2 separate regions of the Sus scrofa genome follow, and region 2 is linked to region 1. The links are chromatin contacts, called in public Hi-C maps. All regions are on one chromosome and are shown on one strand. The core of a region is the stretch at or near the end of the contact, and the rest is flanking DNA. Distances in the headings are between cores, read along the strand shown.

Region 1 (7,133 bases), core at 4,366-6,865:
ACTGTTAAATTTTCGGGACATCTGTGAATCAGTTGTTAAACATAGACATTGTTGAAAGTGAAATTATATAAAGTCACAATAAGTTGAAAAACAAAGTTACTAACTACTCAAAACATATGACTTCCTAATCATTCTACACATGTTACTCTGCCCCTGTTACTTGTATCCATGGTCTCAATCTGTGGGAATAAAAGTGTGCTGGTGCCCCATCTCCTCTCAGTTGGAGGTGGTGATGCTGTGCCGGGCAGCCAAGGAGTATTTACCCCTCGGAAACTGGCAAACCTGCACGCCAGGGCTTTATTTCTGGAGCGCTGGCTGTACACACCTCCAACACTCCTCTGTGTAAGGCTAAGAGTCTCCCATCTTTTCAAGCATACACATTTGACATCACTACACCTTGGGGGCTAAACCTTGGTACCAAAAACCCAAGATGACAGGCGTCCTCTCAACCCTCAACAGATTCCAAGACATTTTGCTGTTTGCCGCTGGCCCCACGAGCCACGCAGTCTGTGGCTACATGGAGGGATGTGGAGGAACACATGACGCCTGAGCAAGCAGGACTGGAATTGAAACCGGGTAATTGTGGCTTGGAATGGGTTTGCCTCAGACATAGGGGATCCCGATTCCTCCACCCAGCTCACTCGCCAGGCAGAGAGCTGGGCGCATCTCTCTGCTGTTCAGGCAGCTGGCAGCAGACACAGCCCAGGGCTGGGTGGGGATAATCCTGCCCACTGGTGCTGCTCACCAACTCCTCTGGTGTCCCCTTCAGGGCATGAGAGATCAGTGAAAGAGAAGCCCAGAAACATGCACATTGATACAAACACCAGGAATATATGAGGAATGTATGCTGCAAGAGCATGGAGGGAGAGTAGCCAGGTGGAAAGTAGGAAAGTGAGCTTCCTTCTTTTGGGGGGGTGGGGAGGTGCACCCGTGGCATGTGGAAGTTCCTGGGTCAGAGAACGAACCTACACCACAGCAGCGACCCCAGCCACAGCAGTGACAACTGGATCCTTAACTCACTGTGCCACAAGGGAAATCTATTTTTTGTTTTTTTTTCCTACTGGTTCCATTGAGATATAATTGACATATAGCACCCTATAAGTTTAAGGTATACAGCATAATGATTTGACTTACATATATTGGTAAATTATTTTAACAATAAGTTTGGTTAACATCCATCACCTCATACAGAAACAAAAAGAAAGAAACAAAGAAACAAACAAACAAAGGAGGCTTCCCGCCTTTCACTCTAAGGAGTGTGTATCTGCCAGGGCCACTCTCACTTTCAGCCTATGGAAATGTATCTCTCTCAATAAACCCACTTTCATTCTAAATATATTTTTAAAATTCTTTAAAAGAAAGAAAAAGGAGAAGTTCCCATCATGGTGCAGCAGAAATGAATCTGACTAGGAACCATGAAGTTGCGGGTTCAATCCCTGGCCTTGCTCAGTGGGTTAAGGATCCAGTGTTGCCGTGAGCTGTGGTGCAGGGTGCAGACTTGGCTTGGATCCCACATTGCTGTGGCTGTGGCTGTGGCGTAGGCCGACAGCTGCTGCTCCGATTAGACCCCTAGCCTGGGAACCTCCATATGCTGCGGATACAGCCCTAAAAAGACAAAAAGACCAAAAAAAGAAAGAGGAGTTCCTGTCATGGTGCAATGGAAACGAATCCAACTAGGAACCATGAAGTTTTGGGTTCAATTCCTGGCCTTGCTCAGTGGTTTAAGGATCTGGTGTTGCCATGAGCTGTGTTGTAGTGTAGGTTGAAGACGTGGCTCGGATCTGGCATTGCCGTGCCTGTGGCATAGGCCAGCAGCTGTAGCTCTGACTGGACCCCTAGCCTGGAACCTCCACATGCTGTGGGTGTGGCCTTTAAAAAAGGGAAGAAGAAGAAAAAAAAAGGCTTTTCCTTGTTATGAAAACTCATAGGATCTTCTTTCTTTCGTTCTTTTTTTTTTTAATAGCCGCACCTGGGCATATGGAAGTTCCCAGGTTAGGGGTAAATAGGAACTGCAGCTGCCCGCCTATGCCACAGCCATAGCAACATGGGATCTGAGCTGTGTCTGCAACCTACACTACAGCTCATGGCAGCACCAGATCCTTAACCCACTGAGCGGGGCCAGGGATCGAACCAGCAACTTCGTGGATACTAGTCGGATTCGTTTCCGCTGAGCCACAACAGGAACCCCAGGATCTACTTTGTTAACAGCTTTCAAATACATCACACGGCAGTGTTAACTGTAGTCATCATGTTGGACGCTACATCCCTTGTTCTATTCATCTTATAATTGGAAGTTTGTATCTTCTGACCACCTTCATGCAATTCCCTCTCCCCCTAACCCCAGTGTTTCCTTTCTTGAGAGCCAGTGCAGACTTGGGAATGACGTGAATGCCCTTGTGAATTTCCGGAAAAAACAAAAACAGAAACAAAAAAACACTCCCAGAGAAACAGGAAAAGTGATGCATTTTAGAAAACATTCATGGCCACACCCACCAAATCTCACATTTTATCTTCTCATGTAAACGCTAGCATCTCTGTGGATAGGCACGCCATCTGCTACTTCACTGGGATCTCCAGGGTACCCAGGACAGTGTTAGATATACAGCAGCAGCACTCAAGACATGCTGCAGACCAGGTGACCAGGGATGAAGTGAGGCTTGGGCTGCCTGGCCCTAGGCCTGTCCCACTCCCAGCCACCTGGACCCGAGGGTACCAGGCCTGGGCTACTTGGACAGAGGAGTCCTCCCTGCAAAGAGTCTCCAACAGCCTCTCTGCCAAGTCCCCCTTTGCCCTCTGCTGTAATGATCTCTGCCCTTGGCCTTCCAAGGGTACACAAGGGGCCACCCAACTGTGCTGGGTAAGTGCACTGGCTCTAAAGAGTGCTGTCCTTTTGCCTGGGTTCAAATCCTACCTCTACCACTCATCAGCTGAGTGATCTTGGACAACCTCCTCATCTATATAAGCCTGTTTCCACCTCTGTCAAATGGAGATAATAACTGTAAGTCACAAAATTAGTTCCTGTTGTGGCACAATGGCAGCAGAATCTCTGGAGCACTGAGACATAGATTTGATCCCCAGCCCAGCACAGCACAGTATCTGGCATTGCTGCAGTCGCAGCAGAGATCCCAACAGTGGCTCAGATCTGATCCCTGGCAGGTTAGGAAAGGATACAAATGAACTTTTTAGGGGTGTACCTTCGGCATATGGAAATTTTCAGGCTAGGAGTCGAATCTGAGCTACAGCTGCTGGCCTATGACACAGCCACAGCAATGCTGGATCTGAGTTGCGTCTGTGACCTACACCACAGCTCACGGCAACACCGGTTCCTTAACCCACTGAGTGAGGCCAGAGATGGAACCTGCATCCTCATGGATCCTAGTCGGATACCTTAACCACTGAGCCACCAAGGGAACTCCAAGTGAACTTATGTGCAGAGCAGAAACAGACTCACAGACTTTGAAAAACTTACAGTTACCAAAGGGGACATGTGGTGGGGTGGGATGGACTAGGGATTTAGGATTGTACATGCAGACTGAGGTATATGGAATGACTGGCCAGTGGGGAGCTGCTGTACAGCACAGAGAACTCTACCCAATATTCTGTGATAATCTATGTGGGAAAACAATCTGAAAGAGAATGAATGTGTGTACATGTATAGCAGAATCACTTTGTGGTACAGCAGAAATTATCACAATCTCCTAAATCGACTGTACTTCAATAAAACATAAAACAAAACAAAACAAACTATCTACAAGTCACAAAATTACTGTGAGGATTAAATGAGGTTTTGCATACAAAATACCTAGTATAGTGTGTGGCCCATAGCATAGCACATGGAGATGCTCCAAGTTAGCTACAGTTATTATTACTTTCTCTAAAGAAAAGTTCTCACCACCCCTGAGAAGCATAGAACAGTCAGTAACTTGGCTTCCTAGAGTTGAGAGGGCTCCCCTGCAGAAGGTAAGTGCTTAATAAATACATCTTGGTTGCACCTGTATGTATGGAAAGAACCCATTGCCCTCCGCTGTAATGTAATTTAGCCCAAAGAAAAGCCTACATTGTGGCCCTACAAAAAGGGTTACTTTTGTTATCAATGAAAGTAACTTTTAAAGAGGACATTTACTGAGTTGCAGACACAGCCAGGATCCTGCATTGCTGTGGCTGTGGTGTAGGCCAGCAGGTATAGCTCTGATTCAACCCCTAGCCTGGGAACCTCCATATGCCACGGGTACGGCCCTAAAAAGCAAAAATAAAATAAAATAAAGACTACATTTACTGAGTTTCAAAACAGAAATGACTACATTAACTGATTTTAATCTATTTTTTCTTTGAAACCCTTATTGTGTAATATCTGAGTCACTATCACTGTTTTTAAACTCATTGCAAAAGCATTTCAATTACTGTGCAAAAAAACTCATACAAATAATCCAAAAACATATAAGGAACCATAAAAGACCCAGAACTGCCAAAGAAATCCTGAGAGAAAAAAACAAAGCAGGAGTCATAATTCTCCCAGACTTCAGACAACATCACGAAGCTATAGTAATCAAGACAGTGTGGTAGTGGTAAAAAAACAGACACACCAATCAATGGAACAGAACAGAGATCCCAGAAATAAACCCAGACACCTATGATCAATTAATTTTTGACAAAGGAGGCAAGAATATAAAATGGGAAAAAGACAGTCTTTTCAGCAAGGGGTGCTGGGAAAACTGGACAGCTGCATGTAAATCAATGAAACTAGGACATACCCTCACACCATGCACAAAAATAAACTCAAAATGGCTTAACGACTTAAACATAAGATAAGACATCATAAAACTCCTAAAGGAGAACATAGGAAAAATATTCTGACATAAATATTTTATTAGGTCAGTCTCCCAAGGCAATAGAAATTAAAAAAAAAGGGACCTAATCAAACTTACAAGCTATTGCACAGCAAAGGAAACCATAAACAAAATGAAAAGACAATCTATGAAATGGGAGAAAATATATATATTTTTAAAATTTTCCCACTGGGAGAAAATATTTTGCAAATGATGTATAGCACAGGGAACTAAATCCAATCTCTTGGGAGAGACCATGATAGAAGATAATATAATCATATATATATGTATATATGTGTGTGTGTGTGTGTGTGTATATATATATGACTATCACTTTATAGTGGTGTAGTGAAGATAATTAGATAATTATATATATATAATTATATATATGTATGCACATATATATATGACTATCACTTTATAGTGGTATAATGAAGATAATATAATTATGTATATTTGACTATCAGTTTATAGTGATACAGTGAATATAATTATGTATATGACTGTCACTTTGCTGTATAGCAGAAATTGGTACAACACTGTAAATCAACTATAGTTTAATAAAAAAAAACACACTACCGTAAATTGACTTATCATTTAAAATATTTAAGCCCAGAATCAAGCTCTGGTGTTTTGTCAATCTTTCAGTTTTATACCCAGATAAATTCTATAGGAATGGAAAGACAGAGGTACAGAAAAGTAAACATGTGTCCTAGTGCTAAGGAAGCCCTGGCCTTCCTCCATGGTAACTGGCTTGCTACTCAACTGAACTCCTGTTTCACAGACTGTCCACCAGAGGGCGGGTGGCAACTGGCATTTCAGCCCAGTATAGGAATGGAGGGCAAAGAAGACAGAGACCAAGAAAAATAGAAACTGGAGAGAGAAAATGGGGAACACTGTGACAAACTTATGCCTCCACCCCCCCACCATCTGCCCTATTTCATTAAGAAATGTTTCTATTAAAAAAAAAAGAAGAAGAAGAAGATGGAGAAAGAAAAACAAAGTAGAAATGTTCCTCTGGTCTTTCCCCATCCTTGCCTTCTCGGTTCTGTATATCCTGGGCAGCCCCAGGACAGAAAGGGAAAGGGGAAAAAACAATCAGAAGTGTGCCTTGATGAAAATAAGAGGCCAGGGAGTTCCCGCCATGGTTCAATGGTTAACAAACCCAACTAGTTTCCATAAGGATGCGGATTTGATCCCTGGCTTTGTTCAGTGGGTTAAGGATCTGGCGTTGCTGTGAGCTGTGGTGTAGGTCGAAGATGCGGCTTGGATCCAGTGTTGCTGTGGCTGTGGCATAGGCTGGCAGCTACAGCTCCGATTCAACCCCTAGCCTGGGAACCTCCATACACCTCCGGTGTAGCCCTAAATAGATAAAAGACCAAAAAAAAAAAAAAAAAAAAGAAAAGAAGAGATCAGTGAGCCTCACATAAATCAATGAAGTAAGAACACTCCCTCACACCACGCACAAAAATAAACTCAAAATGGCTTAAAGCCTTAAATATAAGATATTACACCATAAAACTCCTAAAAGAGAATATAGGCAAAACATTGTTTTATATAAATTGAAGCAATGTTTTCTTAGGTCTCCCGAGGCAACAGAAACAAAAGCAAAAATAAACAAATGGACCTAACCAAACATGTAAGTTTTTACACTGCAAAGGAAACCATAAACAAAACAAAAATACAACTTACAGAATGGGAAAATATATTTGCAAATGATGTGATTGACAAGGGCTTAATTTCCAAAATATACAAACAGCTCATACAACTCAACAATAAAAAAAAAAATCCTAATCAAATATGTGGAAGGGAGTTCCCGTCCTGGCTCAGCAGAAACAAATCTCTCTAGCATCCATGAGGATGCAGGTTCAATCCCCGACCTCGATCAGTGGGTTAAAGAACCAGAGTTGCCATGAGCTGCAGTGTAGGAAACCGACAAGGCTCTGATCTGACAATTCTGGGGCTGTGGTGTACGCCAGTAGCTACAGCTCCGATTAGACCCCTGGGCTGGGAACCTCCATATGCCGTGGGTGTGGCCCTAAAAAGACAACCTCCCCCCAAAAAAAACCCCAAAAAATGGCCAAAAGATCTAAATAGACATTTCTCCAAAGACAACATACAGATGGCCCATGGCACACGAAAAGATGCTCAACATAGCTAATTATTAGAGAAATGCAAATCAAAACTACAATGAGGTATTACCTCACACTGGTCTGAATGGCCATCATTAAAAAGCCTACAAATAAAAAATGCTCAAGAGGGTATGGAGAAAAGACAACCCTCCTACACTGTTGGTGGGAATGGAAA
Region 2 (7,185 bases), core at 2,800-5,299, 130 kb after region 1:
CACAGTCTGGATCACCCATGCCACTCCTGTCCTCCAGCCTCCACTCTCAACTGGGTCACCTTTTCTGCTTGGCAGCCAGACCTGTGGGCACATACAGATACACTTGCACATACAGCCAACACAACAACTCCACCAGGTCCTTTGTTCCTCAGGCCTGAAGCTCTGTGTGTGTGTGTGTGTGTGTGTGTGTGTGTATGTGTGTTATACATATGCAGCGATGGCCTGCATTCCAGTGCTTGACAGGAATTATTTTTGAATTTCTCTGCTGTTTGTTTGGGATGATCTTATTTCTGCAAGTCTAGATCTGGAACTGACTTCAAGTGACTCAAGGTGCGTCAGGATCTCCCCCAGTGCCTGGCACATCCTAAGACACGAGAGGAAGTAGCTGAATGAATTATAATTAACGAATGGGGAGTTCCCTTTGTGGCTCAGCAGTTAACGATCCCAACTAGTATCCATGAGGACTCAGGTTCGATCCCTGGCCTCGCTCAGAGGGTTAAGGATCCGGTGTTGCCGTGAGCTGTGCTGTAGGTCACAGACACGGCTCAGATCCGGTGTTGCTGCAGCTCCGATTCAACCCCTATCTTGGGAACTTCCATATGTCTCGGATGCAACCCCCAAAAGCAAAAAATAAAATAAAATAAAGATCACAGTCTAGCTAAAGTCAGTTGCCAGGGGAGAGAAACAGGGCCTAAAAACTAACATTGATTGAGCACCTAAAATGCGTCAGGCACTGTGACAGGAAATTGCCCGATTATTTCCATTTGAGAGATGAGGGTGTCGAGGCTCAGCAGTTTGCTCAAGGGGCAGAACTAAAACAAGCAGCCTGTTTGGCTCCGGAGGCCAGCTCCTTCCTCTTACACCATGAAGCTTGGAACACACAGTTATGCTCACCACACCCTTATTGAGCTTCTGCTCGGGGGCAGGGTGGTGTCCTGACCACAGGGAGAGAAGGGTGGGGGACATTGACAAAAATGAGACCCCCTGGTCCTCTCCTCTAAGTCCTGAAAAGGAGAGACAGGTCAGCTACACACATTTCTGGTGATGGGCAGAGAGTGAGGGGTGGGGTAGGGTGGGCACAGCTATCTATTTCCAAGCAAAATTGCTTACAAGTGAGGCCATCGGCCCTAATGGTCATTATTCAAGATTGGGCAGACAAGGGGAGCCAGGAAAAGGAGGACCCCTGGACAGAAACCTAGCTTGGCCAACACAAGTGTCAGTGGAAGAGGGGAGTCTCCCAAACAAAGGAGGCCAGCAGCCTCTGGGAGTGAGAGAAGGACTCATCAAAACCCTTCCCAAGGGAGTTCCTATTGTGGCTCAGCAGTAACGAACCCAACTAGTATCCATGAGGACGCGGGTTCGATCCCTGGACTTGCTCATGGGTTAAGGATCGGGTGTTGCCATGAGCTGTGGTGTAGGTCACAGATGCTGCTCAGACGTGGCAATGTTGTGGCTACGGTGTAGGCCAGCAGCTGTAGCTCCAGTTCAGCCCCTAGCCTGGAACTTCCATATGCCTCAGGTGTGGCCCTAAAAAGCAAAAAAAAAAAAAAAAAAAAAACCAATCCTTTCTCAAGAACCTGACTGCTCAAGGTGCCCACCCCGCAGCTCTGGCAGGCCCTGCTGTGAGGGTACACACCTCACACCATCTGCAGGCACACGCCTCTGTATACACACCTATGCCCCAGACCTAAGTGCACTCACAGGTACATCCTGCCCCGCAGGTGCCATGTTCACCTTTGCCTCTCTCACCTTGGATACTTGGAATCAGTGGGACCCTGAGGGTGGACAGGGCCCATGATGCATAAACACTCCCAGGGGGTGGATGCATCCTTGTTGGATCAGTGAGGGGCATCCACCAGGGACTGCCCCTTCCTCTATCCCACCTCTTAGTCTACCCCTTCCCATTGGGCAGCTGTCCCCTCCCCACTCGAGCACACTTGTTTCTGTCTTTTGTTTTCCTCCCTGGCCAAATCCCCAAGGTTTCTTTGGTCATTAACCTCCTGCTTTAATTAGCTTAGTGGGGAGGAAAGTGGAAGCAGGGCAAATTCAGAGGTGGGTGTCTGGGGGGAATCTCATTTCGGTGGGGACAGGCTCAGACCAGCTGGTGACAAAAATGCCTGGCACACAATCCCACGCAACTGTTTGCTATTTCTATTCATGTGAAAAACAGTCACCTGGTCCACAGAGTAGGACTCTTTCTCCAGAGTAGGAGCCCCCTGGCTCCCAGTACACAGTTACCCCAATCAGGTTCCTGGGGCAGAAGGAGAGGGGAACAGCCCACTCCCATAGGGCCTTGTCTCTCCAATTCTTCCTCTCCCACTCTTGCTTAGAGTCGGGAGCGCCCAATCCCACAAGGTTAAGTTAAATCCTTGAGCCAGAAGATACCCCTCCCCAAACCCCGAGCCTTCCAGGCTTTCTCAGTCATGGCTCCCCTGCCCTGGATCTCCTGCTGGGCAAAGAGAATCGAGAGCCCCCCCAGAGTGTGCCAACACCCACCCGCTTCTGAGATCCTTCACCCTGGCTCCCGCCCTTCCACTGGTGTGCAGATTTACTCTTTGTGAGAATCAGTTTAGGGAACTGGGCTTTGCAGCAGCTCAGCCCTCATGGCCTCACAGTGCCTGGTCTGTGAGGTCATCTCCTCTGTTCCTCTGCCTCCAAAGAGGACTTTACCTCACAAACTAGTTCGGATTTTTGGGTTCAAAGGCACTCCAGGAAAGGGCACCCTTCCATGGCTGCTCACCCACACATTCTTATAAAATTCTTTTGGGAAGTTCTTAAAAGTCTGATCTCAAGCCCTCAAGTTGCAGTGCCATCCTTTCTCCTACTGGGAAAGACCCAGGCATAAAGAGAGTGACAAAAGAAATGCCAAAGCTATGGGGTGAGGGGAGAAGAAAAGATTGCTTTACACTCCAACTTCCACAAGCTCCCCTAAAAGTCCCCAGCTGTCCAATTCGTGCCTTAAATACTGATTTTTTACTTTCACCAAATTTCCAGAGTCACAAGGTATTATTCAATGGGAGAAAGATGGGTGAGGCAAAGCAGAATGACGGTTAAGGCTAAAGAACAGATCGCCCCCAAGCTGTATGCACGGCCCAGGTCTGAGGAAGCCCGGGTCTCCATTCCATCGGGTCTCTCTTTCCTCCTCCTGTCGCACCCAAAGCTCCCGGCTCTCCCTAAACTGTTAAGTCACATCACGTCTTTCAGACTTCCCTTGCTTCCCCATTCTCGGTCCCCTACTTCTCTCCTCTCTTTCCACCCCTTCGTCCTCCTCACCTCAACACTCCAGAGCCCTCCCGGTTCCCTCTACAGATCAGAAGGAAGTGAACTAACTCACCTCCCAGTCGGTGCCTCTCAGATCTCCGAGACTGGGGGGCAGGAGGGGATGAGGGAGGATGGCTTGCCGCTTGGGGATGAGGGGACCCCGTCTTTTGCCAGGGGGTCCCACCCTCCAACCCGGCACCCCATCCCGGCTCCCAGAGCGCGCAGGACCAAGCTCTCCCCGCATCGCGGCTGCGGGCTTTGTCTGCTCTGCGGAGAACCTCTCCCCGCGGCCGGGAGCCGGGATATACTCTGGGAGAGCGGGAGGGGGGAGCGGAGAGCTGAGAGGGAGCGCGACAGGGAGGGGGAAGAGGGGAGAGAGCGAGAGAGCGAGAGAAAGCCGCAGTGACCCAGCCGGGACCGCTCCCCGCCCTCTCGCCCCCCCTCATTATCATAAGAAAGAAGGACCTGAGACTGGCCCGGATCGGGAAGGAGCCCGTCTTGGGAGGGGGGACACACTCCATTAGCCTTTTTTCGACCCGAACCGTTTCTGTACACTGACTCCTCTCCCGGTGCCCGCCCCTCGGAAAAATGAGGGACCTCGACTTCCATCCCACCCTCAGCTTCGCCTCTGAGCCGCGGGTAAAGACCGAAGGCACATCCCTATCCTCCTCGGGTCAGGGAATTCGTCCCCTCGCCCCCAAGGGCGGGAAACTACAACTCCCGGCATGCCCCGGGCGCCCCCGGCGCGCCCCCCTCCCGTCAGTTCCATGCTGCTCCATCCAGTTCATTTAAAACAAAAGAGTTTGAGCGCTGGAAGGGGCTGGGCTCTATTGGGGGCCACTGAGCGCCGCTCCTGGACTGGGGCTCGGTGCGGGAGCCTAAGGGGGGCGTCTGGACGGCGGGGTCTAGAGACTCCCGGGCCTGAGGCGGGAGGGGTGGGGGCAGAGATCCCGCAGCCCCCCGCCCCCCGTCACCCCCGGAGAAGAGAGGAGATCTGCTTTCTTGGTTTTGCTTCTCTTTCCCCCCACCCCCACCCCGGGGGCTGGGGCGAGGGGAGTCGGGTTACAGGGTGTTTGGGGAGGGGGGCTTAGGGGGAGGGTCTATCTTTCTATCTCGCTTTCTTCCCCCCTCCCCAGTTCTTTGTTCCCCCTCCCCACACACCCCCCTCCTCTCCTCTCCCCTCCCCTCCTCTCTCCTCTTTTCCCTTCCACCACCTCTCTCTCTCTCCCTCTCTCTCTCTCCCCCAGCTTTTGTTTCGCCATGCCTAGTCTAGTGGTATCTGGAATAATGGAAAGAAATGGGGGCTTTGGAGAACTAGGATGTTTCGGGGGAAGCGCTAAGGACCGAGGGCTGCTGGAAGACGAGCGCGCCCTTCAGCTGGCTCTCGATCAACTCTGCCTCCTGGGTTTGGGGGAGCCCCCCGCCCCCACGGCGGGCGAGGACGGGGGAGGTGGGGGGGGCGGCGCCCCCGCGCAGCCGGCCGCCCCCCCGCAGCCGGCCCAGCCGCCGCCGCCCGCGGCGCCCCCGGCCGCCCCGACAGCGGCCCCCGCGGCGCAGACGCCCCAGCCCCCCACCGCCCCCAAAGGGGCCAGCGACGCCAAGCTCTGCGCTCTCTACAAAGAGGCCGAGCTGCGCCTGAAGGGCAGCAGCAACACCACCGAGTGTGTACCCGTGCCCACCTCCGAGCACGTGGCCGAGATCGTGGGCAGGCAAGGTAAGCGGGCGCCGGGACCGTGGAGAGAGACTGGAGTGGGGGGCACCCCATCCCTAGCACGGAAAGTTCATTTCCTCCCTCCTTGCCCGCCTCTGGCTTGGTCTCTTCCCCACAAAGGGGGACCCGCCCCCTACCCTGATTTCCAAGTGCCACAAAGTTCCCGGCTACCCCCCAGTTGGGACTGTTCTCCAGATCCTTCCTCCCCTCAGGGCTGTGCCCTTAGACAAAGAAATATCCTCCGGTGGAGAGAGGGAAAAGGGAGGGGGATTGGTCTTCCAATCCGGGGAGGCTGTCCGGAGGGGGTGTCCACTCCTAGCCGGAAAAACTGGCAGAATGTGCAAAGAGTTACTCCGAGGCCCCTACTCCGGCATCTGCTAGTGGGTTGGGGAGGGGGCACCCCTGGGACCCCCAGCCGCCTGGAGTTACAGACTTTGGGGGAGACCTGGCCCGGGAAGCCAGACTGAGTATCTGTCTCTTTGTTGGGCTGAGTGTAGGAATGGAAGGGGGTGTGGCTCATGGGAGGGTCCCAGCCTGGGGGTGAGGTGGGGAAGGGGGACTGCTGGGAGGAGGGAGTCCTGTGGTCACCCACACACCAAAGTTGAATGGTCTGTGGGGTTTCGGAAGGGGTGCTTGCAACGAAGTGCCACGTCCTGGTGTGGACCTCTCCTCCTCCCTCTCAGGCTTTTGTTCTGGGCTGGCCACAGCGAGGGGCCAGAGGCCTGAAGAGGGGTCTCTGGTAGTGAGAGAGTAGGACTGGGCGGGATGGGGCATCCCAGGGGATAAGAAACCTTCAGCCGGAGATTTGGTGGAGGGCATGTGTCTGGGTGTGTTGTTGGGGTGGTGGTGGTGGTGGTGGGTGTAGAATTAATCCAGTGTAGTATGTCTGATACCACACCCTCCTCCATTCCAGCATCCCTGGGCGGGTGGGGGTGGGAGTGTTGGTGAGGGTCCAGACTGAGCAGACGGGGATCGTGGGGACCCTTCCCTCTCCTGGTTTCCCAAAGGGGGGTGGGGGGGCGGGATTTGGAAATTGCTAGGGGGCTGGGCTGGGGAGGTGTGGGGTGGGGGAGGAGCAGGGGAGGAGCTGTCCCACAGTGGGGAACAATAGAGGAGCTGCATTCCGGCTGGGAGTGAGGGAGGAGGCCAGCTCCTGGCAGGGGAAGAGGGGAGGCTAGCCAGGGGGGCCCCTACTCCATATCCCACCTCGTCCACCCGGAGTATGGGGGGTTGGGGGGATTTTGCGGGGAGATCCTGAATGGAGGAGGGGAAGATGCCACTCCCCGGCACAGCCCTCATCCCCCTGGGGCACTCCATCTCTTGAGGTTTCTGGTTTTAAAAGTTGGATTTCCTCTTGTTACCAGAAACTAGGGACCCAGAGCCATGGAATTGGGTGGGGACACTGATATCTTTTCTCGGTGCGGGGGTGGTCTTGGGAGGCCCCGGAATTTCATGGAGTCATTCTTTCCTCTTCTGCCTCCGCATCAGATGGGCCTGCCTCTCATAAAAGTAGGGGAATCTCTCCTCTTCAGAGAAGATAAGCCTCCCCCCTCATTCCTTAAGTAATTGGAAGTCCTTTCTCTTGTCTGACCTCCCTCCTCCTGCTGCAGTGTCAGTGCTCCTCTATTTGACCTCTAGGAAGGTGAAAGCCAATGGGTCTTCCCTTCAAGAGATGCTCCTTCAAGGTTGTGGAACCCAGGACAAGGTCCACCACTTCTGCACCTCCAGGCTTCTAGCTTTTCTCCTTCCTCTTATGCCTGGCCCGTCCTCCTCACCCCAACTCCAGTCCCCAAAGACACCTAGATCTCATGTAAGTTTATGGACCCAAAACTTAGAGCCCGAACCCAGGTGCCTATCAGATACCATGCGGATAGAAGTTGTAGGAGAAGGGACTTCACGTTCCTTAACCCTCCACACCTCCCAAGCAGGACAGTCACTGACTGACCTTAAATCAGCAAGGATGCGGGCTTGACAACAGGTAGGACTTCTCAACTGCCAAGAGGTCTGAAGACAAAAAGGGAGGAGCAAATCCTCCTTCCTGAGGTCTCTTGAAGGTGAGGAGAGCTGCCCCCAACCCATCCTCCAGCCACACACCAGTTTAATAGGGTTGGAGAAGAGGCCATCTGGAGTGGAGAAAGGAGGGGGGAACAATTAAGCTCACCTCAGGCCTGTGGTTGGAGGGTTGGGGCAGAGTCAGAAAACTAGGACCGCTG

The links. A called contact is a pair of places that touch in the nucleus more often than the background predicts.
Region 2: a Hi-C map of subcutaneous adipose tissue shows a contact between it and region 1, with 3 times the contacts expected there. The contact joins the promoter of MEX3A here to the enhancer-like site in region 1. A contact is called at or near these places in 25 of 47 Hi-C or Micro-C datasets (adipose tissue, alveolar macrophages, blood and 13 more) and 2 of 2 datasets of contacts at active chromatin or transcription factors (alveolar macrophages and skeletal muscle).

The regions. Positions count from the first base shown.
Region 1 is chr4:93,817,541-93,824,673 of Sscrofa11.1, forward strand. The region is part of intron 1 of PMF1 (polyamine modulated factor 1); the gene reads right to left. Among named protein-coding and RNA genes, the nearest start is that of BGLAP, 12 kb to the left of the region's middle. Within about 2 kb of position 5,616, at least 8 of the 83 cell types and tissues checked have an H3K27ac peak or open chromatin away from gene starts, as enhancers often do. A contact at or near this core is called in adipose tissue, alveolar macrophages and subcutaneous adipose tissue, where this site is marked.
Region 2 is chr4:93,945,827-93,953,011 of Sscrofa11.1, forward strand. MEX3A (RNA-binding protein MEX3A) reads left to right here and starts at 4,050. Exons shown (of 2, transcript XM_021089689.1): 1 at 4,050-4,975. The coding sequence starts at 4,522.